Linked DNA regions of Mus musculus: all the other regions are linked to region 1. The links are chromatin contacts, called in public HiChIP or PLAC-seq and promoter capture Hi-C maps. All regions are on one chromosome and are shown on one strand. Each heading gives the region's core, a stretch centred on a gene start, on an enhancer-like site or on the middle of the called end of the contact. The rest is flanking DNA. Distances are from core to core; before and after follow the strand shown.

The links. Promoter capture Hi-C pulls out the DNA fragments that hold promoters and counts their contacts. HiChIP or PLAC-seq counts read pairs in DNA pulled down with a chosen protein or histone mark.
Region 2: a contact with region 1 is called in a promoter capture Hi-C map of embryonic stem cells, with 5 times the contacts expected there. The contact joins the promoter of Asb1 here to the enhancer-like site in region 1. A contact is called at or near these places in 5 of 39 promoter capture datasets (the C10 cell line, cranial neural crest, embryonic stem cells and 2 more), 4 of 484 Hi-C or Micro-C datasets (the N1E-115 cell line and embryonic stem cells), 10 of 115 datasets of contacts at active chromatin or transcription factors (embryonic forebrain, embryonic hindbrain, embryonic stem cells and 5 more) and 1 of 9 other capture datasets (embryonic stem cells).
Region 3: an H3K27ac HiChIP or PLAC-seq map of embryonic stem cells shows a contact between it and region 1, with 3 times the contacts expected there. The contact joins two enhancer-like sites. A contact is called at or near these places in 2 of 15 datasets of contacts at CTCF or cohesin (pro-B cells and stem cell-derived epiblast-like cells), 16 of 484 Hi-C or Micro-C datasets (CD4 T cells, CD8 T cells, the G1E-ER4 cell line and 7 more), 12 of 115 datasets of contacts at active chromatin or transcription factors (astrocytes, embryonic stem cells, epiblast stem cells and 1 more) and 1 of 9 other capture datasets (embryonic stem cells).

What each region holds. Positions count from the first base shown.
Region 1 is chr1:92,430,266-92,434,060 of GRCm38.p6, forward strand. It overlaps the pseudogene Gm7837. Among named protein-coding and RNA genes, the nearest start is that of Mir6900, 32 kb to the right of the region's middle. Within about 2 kb of position 2,091, at least 23 of the 459 cell types and tissues checked have an H3K27ac peak or open chromatin away from gene starts, as enhancers often do. A contact at or near this core is called in embryonic stem cells, epiblast stem cells and hippocampal neurons, where this site is marked.
Region 2 is chr1:91,538,746-91,542,540 of GRCm38.p6, forward strand. It overlaps Asb1 (ankyrin repeat and SOCS box-containing 1), which reads left to right and starts at 1,820. Exons shown (of 5, transcript NM_001039126.2): 1 at 1,820-2,119. The coding sequence starts at 2,068.
Region 3 is chr1:91,918,135-91,921,929 of GRCm38.p6, forward strand. No RefSeq gene overlaps it. Among named protein-coding and RNA genes, the nearest start is that of Gm46242, 40 kb to the left of the region's middle. Within about 2 kb of position 2,102, at least 35 of the 459 cell types and tissues checked have an H3K27ac peak or open chromatin away from gene starts, as enhancers often do. A contact at or near this core is called in embryonic stem cells, where this site is marked.

The DNA of each region.
Region 1 (3,795 bases), core at 841-3,340:
CCTGTCCTCTTCTAGAGCGTCTCTCAATGGTGTAATGAACCACTGGGACGCCATCTCTTCCATGGCTGATTGCACATCACTGGCGTTGATTGAGACTTGCGCTTCCCTTTCATTGTGAAGTTATCCGTGTGGCATACAGAAGGAAGATGCTGGCAGTGCAGGAGGTGGCACTTTGGCCTCCTTGGAGATGCTAATGCTATTCAGGAATGCTTCCTTGATGATCCTGGTGTTGTTGGGCAGGTTGAGGTCCTTGGGCCTCTCCACCATTGCTCAGGCCTGAGCTTTCTCCATCTCAGGCCTCCTCTTCACAGTTCTAGTGTCTGGACTTCCCACGTTGCTAAGATCTCAGGAAATTTGTTCTCAATGCTGATTTTTTTTTTTTAAAGAAAAAAAAACAACAAATTACAGGGTAGCTGACAAAGTTCTGTGTTCTGTTTGACAATATTGCATGACTATATATATGGCTAATTATGTGAGTTCCCACCAAAGACAAATTCAAGAGAAATCTAATTTTTATTAAAAATTCTGTCCCTAACATGCCTGGTGATAAGTTAATTACCTTCCATGGCACAAAAACAAACAACAAAGTGTCCTATGTCATATTTTTTTTTCTTAAAATGGAAGAAAAAATAAACAGGCCCAGAGAGACAAGTTTCAATGTGAGAGTAGACTGGATTCAGCCAACCATGGCCTCAAGTTCACAAAACCAAAGGGTGAAACTGACTGTGGGTACTGTTAAATGCCCACTATGTGATTCTGAAAACCATCCATATTTGATGCAGACATTGGAAAAAGTACTTATAGCAGGTGTAGTTTCAAAAGCCTTGGCCTCGTTGTTTGGTCTTGGAGCCCAGGACAAGGGACTGAGGTGCATATTTTACACATCAAAGCAGACCTGGTCTCCAGGTTCTCCCAGCATCCCTCAGTCCCTACCTGACATACCCTGCCCCCAACCCTGAACTTCCCAGCCCAAGGGCTGGCTGCCCTTCCCAGAGGCTTTTCCCTATATAATCCAGACAGTTTGGTCTACTCTCTCTTCTCCCCCCCACTTCTCTCTCTTTCTCTTCTTCCTCCTTCACTCATCTCCCTATGCTGACCTCCCTGGCCTCTGGCCAATGGGGCCAGTGAACTCACCCAAGAGTAGTTTTCCAATAAACCCACCTTTGATATATTCTAATCTGGCTTGGATTGGCTCATTTCACTGGTGGAGACATAGTTTATTAGTGGTGGTCTTTGAAGATGCTTCAGTGCTGAATCAGGGTCCTGTAGGCTGAACATCCTAACTCAGGCAGGGATGGGGAGTGGTCGGTCATTCAACAGTGAGAGAGTTCACTCTCAGCACCACCTGGCCAGCTTCGCAGGTTCCAGAGGGCAGCTCAGCAGATGGACAAGGGAGGATCTTAGCCCCAGGAGCAAGGCTGTGAATGGAGACTCAGACCTCACAGTGACCGAGGAGGCAGAGCCTAGGAAGGACAGGCTAAGGCTGGGGGAAGCAAGTGTGCTCTGTGTCCTGTGTCAGGGCCAGTTGTTATAGCCCTGGCCTTGGAGCTGAGCACACGGGAGGAGACACCTTCAGAGAGCCCTGTAAAAGTAATTTTAGGCGGCTTTCTTTCCCCTTGCTCCTAAACAACTGCTGAGTGTTTCTATGCCCACTCTAGCCCACGTTAGCTCCCAAATGAACAACACTGAGACCTAATAGATTTATTAACAAGCTGGCAGCCCTAACTGGGCAGATGTTCATTTATTCTAACCCTACAAGGTCCCAGCCTCATGGTCCTTGAGCTGTAATCCGAGTCTTGCTCAGACTTGTTCTACTCCATGTGTCCCCTCATGGTGACTCCCCCTGGTCCCTCCACCTGGTCCCTCCACATCTTCTCTCCCTCAGTTCCCTCACTTGGGACCCCCATCACTAGGATCAGATATTCTGCCTTCCGTCTTCCCTCTGCCCAGTTATCAGCTGAATCAGCTCTTTATTAACCAATCAGAGGTGAGGGAAAACAATTTTTACATAACAGTGAGACCGGAGATGCTTGACTGGGACCAGATGTCTGGGCATAGAAATCAGCATCTGAATACACAGTGCACACAACCATCCCCCAGCAGAGCCCAAATGGCAGGACTAGCCTCACAGGATACTTCCTTAAGCTACGGTCATCAGCTCGTGAGGCTAAGGGGTGGTGGCCAGTCAGAGTCCAGAGCTGGACCCAAAGTCATGCCACTGGCCTCCTGGATGTCCCCTCAGCCAAATGCATGTCAGCTGTGGCCTTCACCCTACTGCCGTCTTTGCAGGGTACCCTGGGCTCTAAGGTCCTGTTAGGTCACAGAGAGCTGTCCTCTGTCCTCCCAGCTTCTGTGCAGGACAGGAGGGCAAGAAGGCACGTGACTCACATCAGTGGCTCTAGCAAGGTCTAGTGTAGTAAAAACAGTTTTAAAAATCCCTGCGCTGGTTTATTTTTTCTCTCCCATTTTTGACCATATATGTTTCCAGATGAAAGGCATATAGAGCCTTATATTTTTAAATATCCCTTAGGCAGCACAATAGCTGGGCAACTGCCTCCCCTCCATGCTGTTAGAATCCCCTTCCCTTCTGATAACTCCGGTTACTGCTTACTAACTTCTATGCTCTGTCTGGGCTGCTCTTAACTCTAATTTGGCCAGCCCACACGTCCATGTTTGTACGGCTCAGCAACCCCACTGTGGCTCTCCTCCCTCCTGCATATTCTTCTTCTTCCATGGCGGCTCCTTTCTTTCTCCTCCTTCCTTTCCTCCTCCCTTCCTCGGGCTCTCAAGCCGGGGAAACCTAAACCTCGCCTATGCCTCTTCTCTTCGGCTATTGGCTGCTGCTGGCATCTTTATTTAACAATCAGAATTAACTGGGGCAGGGTCCCTCGGTGTCTTTTTTTTTTTTTTTTTTTTTTTTTTTTTGGAGACAGGGTTTCTCTGTGTAGCCCTGGCTGTCCTGGAACTCACTCTGTAGACCAGACTGGCCTCGAACTCAGAAATCCGCCTGCCTCTGCCTCCCTAATTCTGGGATTAAAGGCATGTGCCACCACCGCCCGGCCCTCAGTGTCTTAGGTGCAGACTTTCTTGTCTTTGGGGCAGTTTTGGGGGGCCCAAATTAGCATTAGAATATAAGCAACATAGGGCCAACCCACTACATTTCCACCCCTATTTGTCCAATTAAAAAGGCCCTTGAGCCAGGTGGTGGTGGCGCACACCTTTAATCCCAGCACTCGGGAGGCAGAGGCAGGCAGATTTCTGAGTTCGAGGCCAGTCTGGTCTACAGCGTGAGTTCCTGGACAGCCAGGGCTATACAGAGAAACCCTGTCTCGAAAAAGCCAAAAAAAAAAAAAAAAAAAAAAAAAAAAAAGCCCTTGAACAGTCAGTCTAGTAGGAACCCTTTAATGAAGTCTTACATCTGGGGTGCAAACGAGGCAACAGACAGGCTAGGAGCCTGGAACCCAATGGTGGACCTAGGACACCTGCTGGCTCTGTTGATGAAGCCCTCTCGGTCCGGTCCCCTTCCATCTTGGTAACAGCAGGAAGTGACACCCAGGTGGTTCCGGTCCGGTCCCCTTCCATCTTGGTAACAGCAGGAAGTGACACCCAGGTGGTTCCGGCGTAGGAGAGAGGGAGGGGGTCCAAGACATCTGAGGTTCTAGGCCTCTTCTTCTCCCTCTCTTCCTCTGTGCATTGCCCAATCCCCAGCCTCAAGCGAGCACTCCTGCTGCTGGGAGGGATGCTAAGACTTGAGACCTCCTCAGGCTTCAAACTAACTCCAGCCCCAAGACTTCA
Region 2 (3,795 bases), core at 570-3,069, 890 kb before region 1:
TTCCTCCTGAGATAGAATAGAAAGGCAAATCATGGAGGTATGAGGAGGAAGAGGAGCCCTTTACCTTTACTGAGGAATTTGGTTGAAGCCTCTTGCCAACAGAGAAGCAGGAATTCCAGCACAATTAACTGCTTAAAGCTTTCCTCCCTCCGCACTTATGCACCTGCAATTTTCCAGGACTCTCACTAGAAACTTTTACAGGAAATGGACATGCACAAAACTCATGCAATCAGTGGCTCCTGGCTTTATCAGATTATAATTCCATCCAAGGTATGTCTGAAGCCACCCCATAATCTCATAGACACACACACAAACACGAGAGAGAGAGAGAGAGAGAGAGAGAGAGAGAGAGAGAGAGAGAGAGAGAGAGAGTGTTAGTTTCTGAGTACTCTTGAGATCTAAGTTGAGAGCCATCAAAATGGTGTATATAGTAGCTAGTGCTAAGGATTGTGACTCCCTTGAGGAGCTATACTTGGGTGTGTCTTCCATAGTACCTCTCTTCTAAGTCTTTAGGTTAAAGTCTAATGTTAAAGTATTTTAAATAAAACCTCAACATTGCTTCCATTAGTCTTAACAAATTTTTTTTTTCCCGAGCCAAAGCAGTAAGTCCAGTTTTGCTTGAGTTTTGGTCTCAACGAAGTTCTCAGGCTAGGGTGACAGCCTGGAGTTTTATCTCTGTCCCCTCACCCGTGACACTCCCTTTTCTGGAAGCAAACTGACACCTACTATTCCACTCTGTTTCCGAAGCTGATTCCTTTAGTGACCTATGTGTGGAAGAGTGCATTATTTGTTCGTTATTGCTGGCTTATTTCACTGAGCAGAGATCCTCCAGGGTTGGCCATGTTGTAACCTGGGGCAGAGGCTTTTTAAAGGATATATGGATGGCCACGACACCACATTTTGATGCGCATTTGGGTGGTTTTACCCTTGAGGTATCCCAGCCAGGGATGTGCAGCCGTGGAGCAGAGCCATAAGGCTGAGCCACCTCTGGCTCTTTGCCTTGCAGCGTCATTGGTGTCACCTGTCCCTCGTGCCAACGGTGTTATCAAGACCAAACACCACTGCAGGAATCTCCCCGCTCCCCTCAAAACCCTCAGAGCCCGTGGCTCTGTTCCAGGATGCCTCACACAGCTCCACAGACCTGTGCAACTGAGCCAGTCTGGGCACGAGGATTTGTTGGGCACCTATAGTCGCTAGCTCCCAGCTGGTGTGCCATGACCACACAAAGATGCAGACAAGTCACAGCCGCGGTGTTGGAGACTGTGGCCTTGCCTCCATCTCACAGGACAGCGGGGCGCTTCTGTCTCCTTAAGGCGCGGTCTCCCCCCGGTCCACTGGGGTCCTCCCCCTGCAAGGTACCTTCCCTAAGTTGTGTAGAGGAGAATGAAAGGACCCGACAGCGTCCATGCTTAAGAACTGTTCGTAACGCAACGCACACAGTGTGACCGATGTAAAATCGGGAGTGCTTGAGGGAAAGCCACTCTGTCAACACGCCTTGACCAAGTTACAGACACTATTGGCTCCATGGAGACATTCTGGGCTGCCTTCGTCTAACACAACTTTGCAAGTCACCGACTCGGAAGGCACCGTTTGGAGTCTCGTAGAAAGGACAGCAGCGCAGCCCCACGTCACTCAACACCCTTCAGCCGCTGCGATAGCGGACCACAGTCCACTGGGCCGTAACGGTCCCGCCCACGTCCCGCCCTCCAGTGGGCGGGAACAGAATCGACCAACCAGGAGTTCCTGAGGCATGCAAATAAGCCTCCGCCCCCAGAGGAAAGGCGTTTCCCCAGAAGCTGCTGCTGTTGCCTCGGGAGACGCAGTTTGGTCAACCCCGCTAATCAGCAATCAAGTCCGTTAGCCAGGCCGGAAGTGGAGACCCCAGCACCCTCCGTCCGGAGCAGGAAGTACGAAAAGGAGGCTCATACTCCCCGGAAGCCGAGCCCTGGACACGCCCACCTGCCGGAAACGCCGGCGGTGCTTCTCTGACAGCGTTGCTCTCTGACAGGATTGCTGCGGAGGTGGACAGGCGGCGGGGTCAGGGCGGAGGCTGAGGACCAAGTAGGCATGGCGGAGGGCGGGACCGGCCCCGATGGACGGGCCGGCCCGGGACCCGCAGGTAACGTGCGCGGCTAGGGGTAGTAGGGAGCGGGGTTGCGTCTTGGGGTCAGAGTGTCCCTTGGGCGTCCGGGACTCGGGTCCTCGGTCCTCGCAGGCCAGATCCGAGGAATCGCGCCCGGGGTCAGTAAGTGTGGACGTTAGGCTCCGCGCGGCCCTAGGCGCGCGCCCCCGCTCCTGCCTGGCCTCTCGTGGACATCCCTCCCACGGAGGTTTCTTTCTGGTGGAGCTAGCCTTGTAACTGCCACCCTGTTAGCCCATCCCCGTCAGCGATGACCCTGGCTGGACCATGGGGTTCGGATCTTCTTCCAGGTATGAGCTCACTGGTCAGTAAGGGCCCTCAGAGGTCAGCCTTCGTGCGGACAGGTTCCCTTTCCCCATCCCGCCAGCCAGTCAGCGCAGTAGCTACTGGACAAACGTCCTCCGCCCCACCTCCACCCACCTTAACGACAGTGCTGTCCCCAGAGAGCTTGCTAGTGCCACAACTCTTACAGGGGCGCTTGACCCACCTGCAGAAAAAGGGTGACACTTGCCACCTGCCTTAAAGCTGCTCCACTTTGCAGTGCTGCTACAATGGAACTAACAATTCCCAGGAGAGTTTCCTGGTACGGCGTCCACCTTGGGGTCTTTCTGAACCTGCTGGTAGGTGTTTGGTAGGTGTGCTTCTGCACCCATCTCTGATTTTAGAGTTCACTGAGCTCTCTTCTGTATGCAGAAAATCTGAGAAAGCCACAATGTTGGTACAGTCTCTTGTCATTCCTCCCTCCATCAATTCAACAAACTTTGTGGATGATGTCCTATTGGCCTGACTCACCTGGGGCTATCGGGGTGACATGAAAAAGCAAGGCAAGGCCTCTACCACCAAGAGCTTTGGTTGTCATTGAATTTGATCTCAGGGACAGACAAGATCTTTGAGTGGATTGACCTGTCATGCAGGAATGAGAAATGGGAGAGAGGTGGTTGGTCAAAGGGTAGCTATTTCTTAAGGTACAGAATAGTCCTGTGGAAGAAAAAGTGGTTTTGCACCCCACCCCGACCCCAGTGTTGTTTTAGTGTCTGTTCTGTTTGTGTGTTTCCAGCTTGGGTAGAGGCACAGGTCTTCAGTGGGTAGTTGGATTAGATGATCAGAGAAGTCCGAAATTGAAATGGCTTTCGGCTCTAGAACTGGAGGAGATTCTGAAGGTCTGTTGGCCTGGGCTGGGAGTGTAGAGGAGAGGTGAGCTAAGGGGGTCCAGAGACTTTCCGAAGTCCTCTGGTGCCAGCCATTTTCCTAACAGTTACCCGGTACATCTGAATCCTCCCCAACTCTGGCTTTAAATTTTTATACTGTGCTGTAGTTACAGTGATGAAAGGAGGACCTGGAAGCGCCTTACAGATCCATTTCCAGGCTAGATAGATGCCTGCCTGTTGGTCTGCTGTGCACCAGAGTGAACCGAATAGGTTTTTGTGAACCTTGTGCTGCCTTGGTCTCAGCCCAGTCAATGGACTTTCAGGCCGCAGAGGGCAAGGATACTTAGTCGTCACCACCGTGTACCTATAGGAGAATCTGTAGGGGCTCAACGGATATTGTATTCAAATATGGAAACACATCAGCGACTAGAAAAAGCCTGCCTGTGAAGGGATATGTTTGGTAACATGCTAGGACATCCCCACAGGGTGGGAGACTTGAATCCAAGC
Region 3 (3,795 bases), core at 852-3,351, 510 kb before region 1:
ATCTGTGAATCACTCCTCCCTCTTTCTCCCCTCTCCCAGGCTGCTCTGTGACCCTGGGGGAACAAAACAATCTCTAGTGGCTGCCCTGTCCTTAGATTTTTATTTTGTTTCCATGGTAAGAAGGGTCTTTTTCCTCCCTGTCCATTTCAAACCCCCAACCAAAAAAACACCAAGCCAAGATCCCGCAGCCTCCAGGGTTGCCCTGGCTGCTCCTGGCAAGTAGGGTGAAAGCATTTGTTGCCATCATAAAGTCAGGTTGCTTCCCCGGTCTGTGCTACCAGGAAGCTTACAGCTTGATTTCCAACCCACTCCTTGCAGCTGTACAGAACCGCATGGTGTGCTGTGTGGCTCCTTTGATTCTTGGCTTCACCCCAATGTCTTTCCAGTGCCCGTCCTGTGGGCTGCCCTCTAGACTGTCCCAGCTCTGCCCACAAGGAGGATGTAGACTCCCTTATGCCAAGCTCCATCCTGAGGTCCATCCATGTCCTCAGGGTCTCCAACGGTCCTGTGGCTGCTGATAAAAGGCAGGTGCAAAGCAAGAAGTCCACCCTTTCCTCGACTCCAGCAATTCTGGGGCAGCCGTGGGGGTGGAGGTAGGGCCCAGGGCAGCCTTGCTCTGGAATTGACCGAGGGTTCCAGTGTAACCGTATCTTCTGCAGAGGTTCGGTCTCTGTGGTCCTGCTGGGTTCAAGGGGCATCATCTCTGACAATGGGGCCTGAAGCTGGGCCTCTCTTGAGGGCCATCAGCTCCCACTCCTGACTGAGAAGAGTGGGGATCAGGCTTCATGGACATGGCTGGAGTTCACAGGATGATGCTAGAGTTGTAGCCTTCACCATGGCTATGAGCCTGCTCATCAGCCCCGTGTCCAGCAGACCCCAGAGACCCCTGAGTTTTCATGCTTTCTGCAGCTTAAGGACTTTTAGTCTCTACACTCTGTCCACAAGACACCTTTGCAGGAAAGGATGTGCATGCCCATTCCATGACTCAGGTCTTCCCAACCGTATGGTCCTGTGTGTCCCAGGCAGAAAGCAGGGTCCAGCTCAACTTGGAGGACCAGATTTTCGTATATGGCATGAGCTGAGACATAGGTATCCAAGGCTTTGTAAATGTCTGTGAGTTTTCTGGACCTCCTTCCCCATCCAAGACATGGGCATGGCGTGGGCGTGGTGTGGCCGAGTGGGCGTGTGTGTGTGTGTGTGTGTGTGTGTGTGTGTGTGTGTGGTTTCTGTTGCTGCAGACATGTTACTGTGGTCCACACCAGGCCTCAATGGCATACCCCAGAGGAAGGAATAAATAAATGTTCCCTTAGCGTGAGTCAGGACCTAGACTCTCTCTAAGGTAATGCTGGTCTCAAAGAGTCTGCTTAAACTGATCTTACAAGCATAATTATCCTGAATAAAGAGAGTGGGCTTAGTCAAGTGAACGGACTGTTTTCATGGGGAACATGGAAACTGAGCCCTTGCGTGCTGAAAAGAGAGGTAACACAGGTGCCGACGCCGGGAGGCCTGGACCAGAGAAGCCTTAGAGGCAGCTGTAGGGATGGTGGGAATAGACTGTAGAGATCGGACTCCCTAGCAGCTACTTTCTAGGTGCTTCACTTGCCAGTGTTGTAACTTAATGACCCTGGGCAGCAGAGCTAGGGTCCTGGACTAGTCTGGAGAGAGCGTCCCCGGGGAGTCCCTTGTTCCCTCGCCCAGCCAGGATGCCCTGCTGAAGGCCCTCACCTGCTAATGCCTGTGGCCTTGGCTACACCATGCCTGGTAGGTTGGGTCACTGCAGTCAGTGCTGAGGCCTTTCCTGATCCTCTGGCTCTGCAGGAGTCAGGGACATCAGGTTCCTCAGCCAGCTCAGGACACCTGCCTAACCTCCCTAGCTGGCCAGGTCATGCCTTATGCTGCTTAGATGCCCCAGGGTCTGTGGGGGGGTCTCCAAGCTTGTCCTCAGGGACAGGAGGAAAGTAGACTAGGCTAGACCCCCCTGCCCCCCACCCCGCCCCCGTGCGTCCTGCACTTTCCATTAAAGAAGGAGCTGACTCCCTCCCCATCTGTTTCTTCTTCAGATAAAATCTATTTTCGGACAGAAGTATGTGCTCTGCTTTGCCACATGCCTCCCCAGTGCTCCTCTGTGGGTGGCTGCAGCTGTGGCCCAGTGCTTCTCTGCAGCATCTCAGAGTTAGGTTGGAGGGTGGGGGTGGGGGACAACGTCAGACCCGTAACCCCCTCCTGCTCCAGGGGCCTGAGGGCATTCGTATGTAAAAGCTGTGAGTTCTGTAGGTAGAAGTGTTCAGGCCCAGGGCCCCACCCTATCTTCCACTTGCCCTGGAACCTTGGGGACTCTCAGGGCTTTGCTGGCTGTCAGAGAGGTCTTAACTGCCTGGGCTGGGAGTTACCTCACAGGGCTCTCCCCAGGGCAGTGTTCAGACCCCTGAGACTTAGCTCAAACACTCAAGGACTCCTTCCCCCTATCTCCTGCCTCACTTCTCATTTGGGCGTTTTCATACTTCGTATTTTCATATCAGTGGGGGCTGGGGTGGTGGGGCCCGAGGGGCCGTCCTATCCCTAGTGACTTGGGAGTGACTTTAGGGGAAGTCACATAGACTTGAGTCTGGGTGGGGAAGGCCATCTTGCCTGTCTGAGGCCAGGGCAGCAGGAGGCAGGACTCTGGGATCATATACAGGGTGGTGTGGAGAATGCATCCAATATCAAATGCATGAATGCATCTAAGTAAGTACACAGCAAGCATAAGTAAAGACCAGGCAGGAAGTAGTGGATGGATAGAAGCGGCTGATAGACAAAAACAAAACAAAAAACAAAAAACCACCATCAAACCGGGGCATCCACAACACCCAGATGACTGGGGAAGCCATGCTGGAGCAACCTTGCTAGAATTCTTGGTCAAAAGTTCAGCAGAGCAGCTTGTCCGTGAACGGGCTTCCTAGGGAACAAGTGAACAGCAGTAAATAGATAACGTTGCCCAGCAGACACTGACAGGGAGGTTGAGGCAGTCGGTGGGAGTTCCCTGCTGAGCTTTCTCTCCATGGCTGAACTCCCAGCTTCCAGTTTCCATGTCTGACACTCTGTATATCATAGACAATAGTAACCTCTGTTGCAAATGGTTTTCCTTCTAAGCTGTTCTTAAGAACACAGTGTTTCTATTCTCAGGCCGTTTCCCATCTCGGGTTGGCTGGGAGGACGTTTGACACAAGCATGCTTGGGTCTGAAGTAGGAACATCTCAGTGAACTCAAACAGCATGTGGGCTTGCCAGAGATTCTGAACACAGGCATCTCAGTGCCAACGTCTCCATGAACTCAAACAGCATGCAGCAATTTATCAATACAATGTTCTTTCCTGGGTGTTAGAGAGCAGGACTCTGGTGGATGTGGCCAGAAGGTCACTTGCTTTTGTCCACACAGCCACTCCCCCAGGCAGTACTGTCCTCATTCCATCTGTAGCCAACAGCACTAGCGCACACCAGACCCCCTTAGCCCTCTGAGCAGCTTGGCCTCAAAGCAACTTGGTTGTGTCAAATGGCTCAAGGCACATTTTTAACTTGGACTTGGGCACAGAAAGAGAAAACATAGGGATGCATCTATGATAGAAGGGGAAAAAAAAAAACTGTCTGTGCTGAGCCAAACTCTTGTCTCCTTAGCGTGTCACATTTCCCCTGAGGGTGTGTCTCTGCAGGTCATCAGCCAAAGGGGCCTCAGGCTTGGAGGCAGGAAGGGTTCATCCCAAGGGACAAAAGTGAAAAGCCAGGAGCCGAGTCCCCAGCGCACCCAAGGGCAACTGCTTGT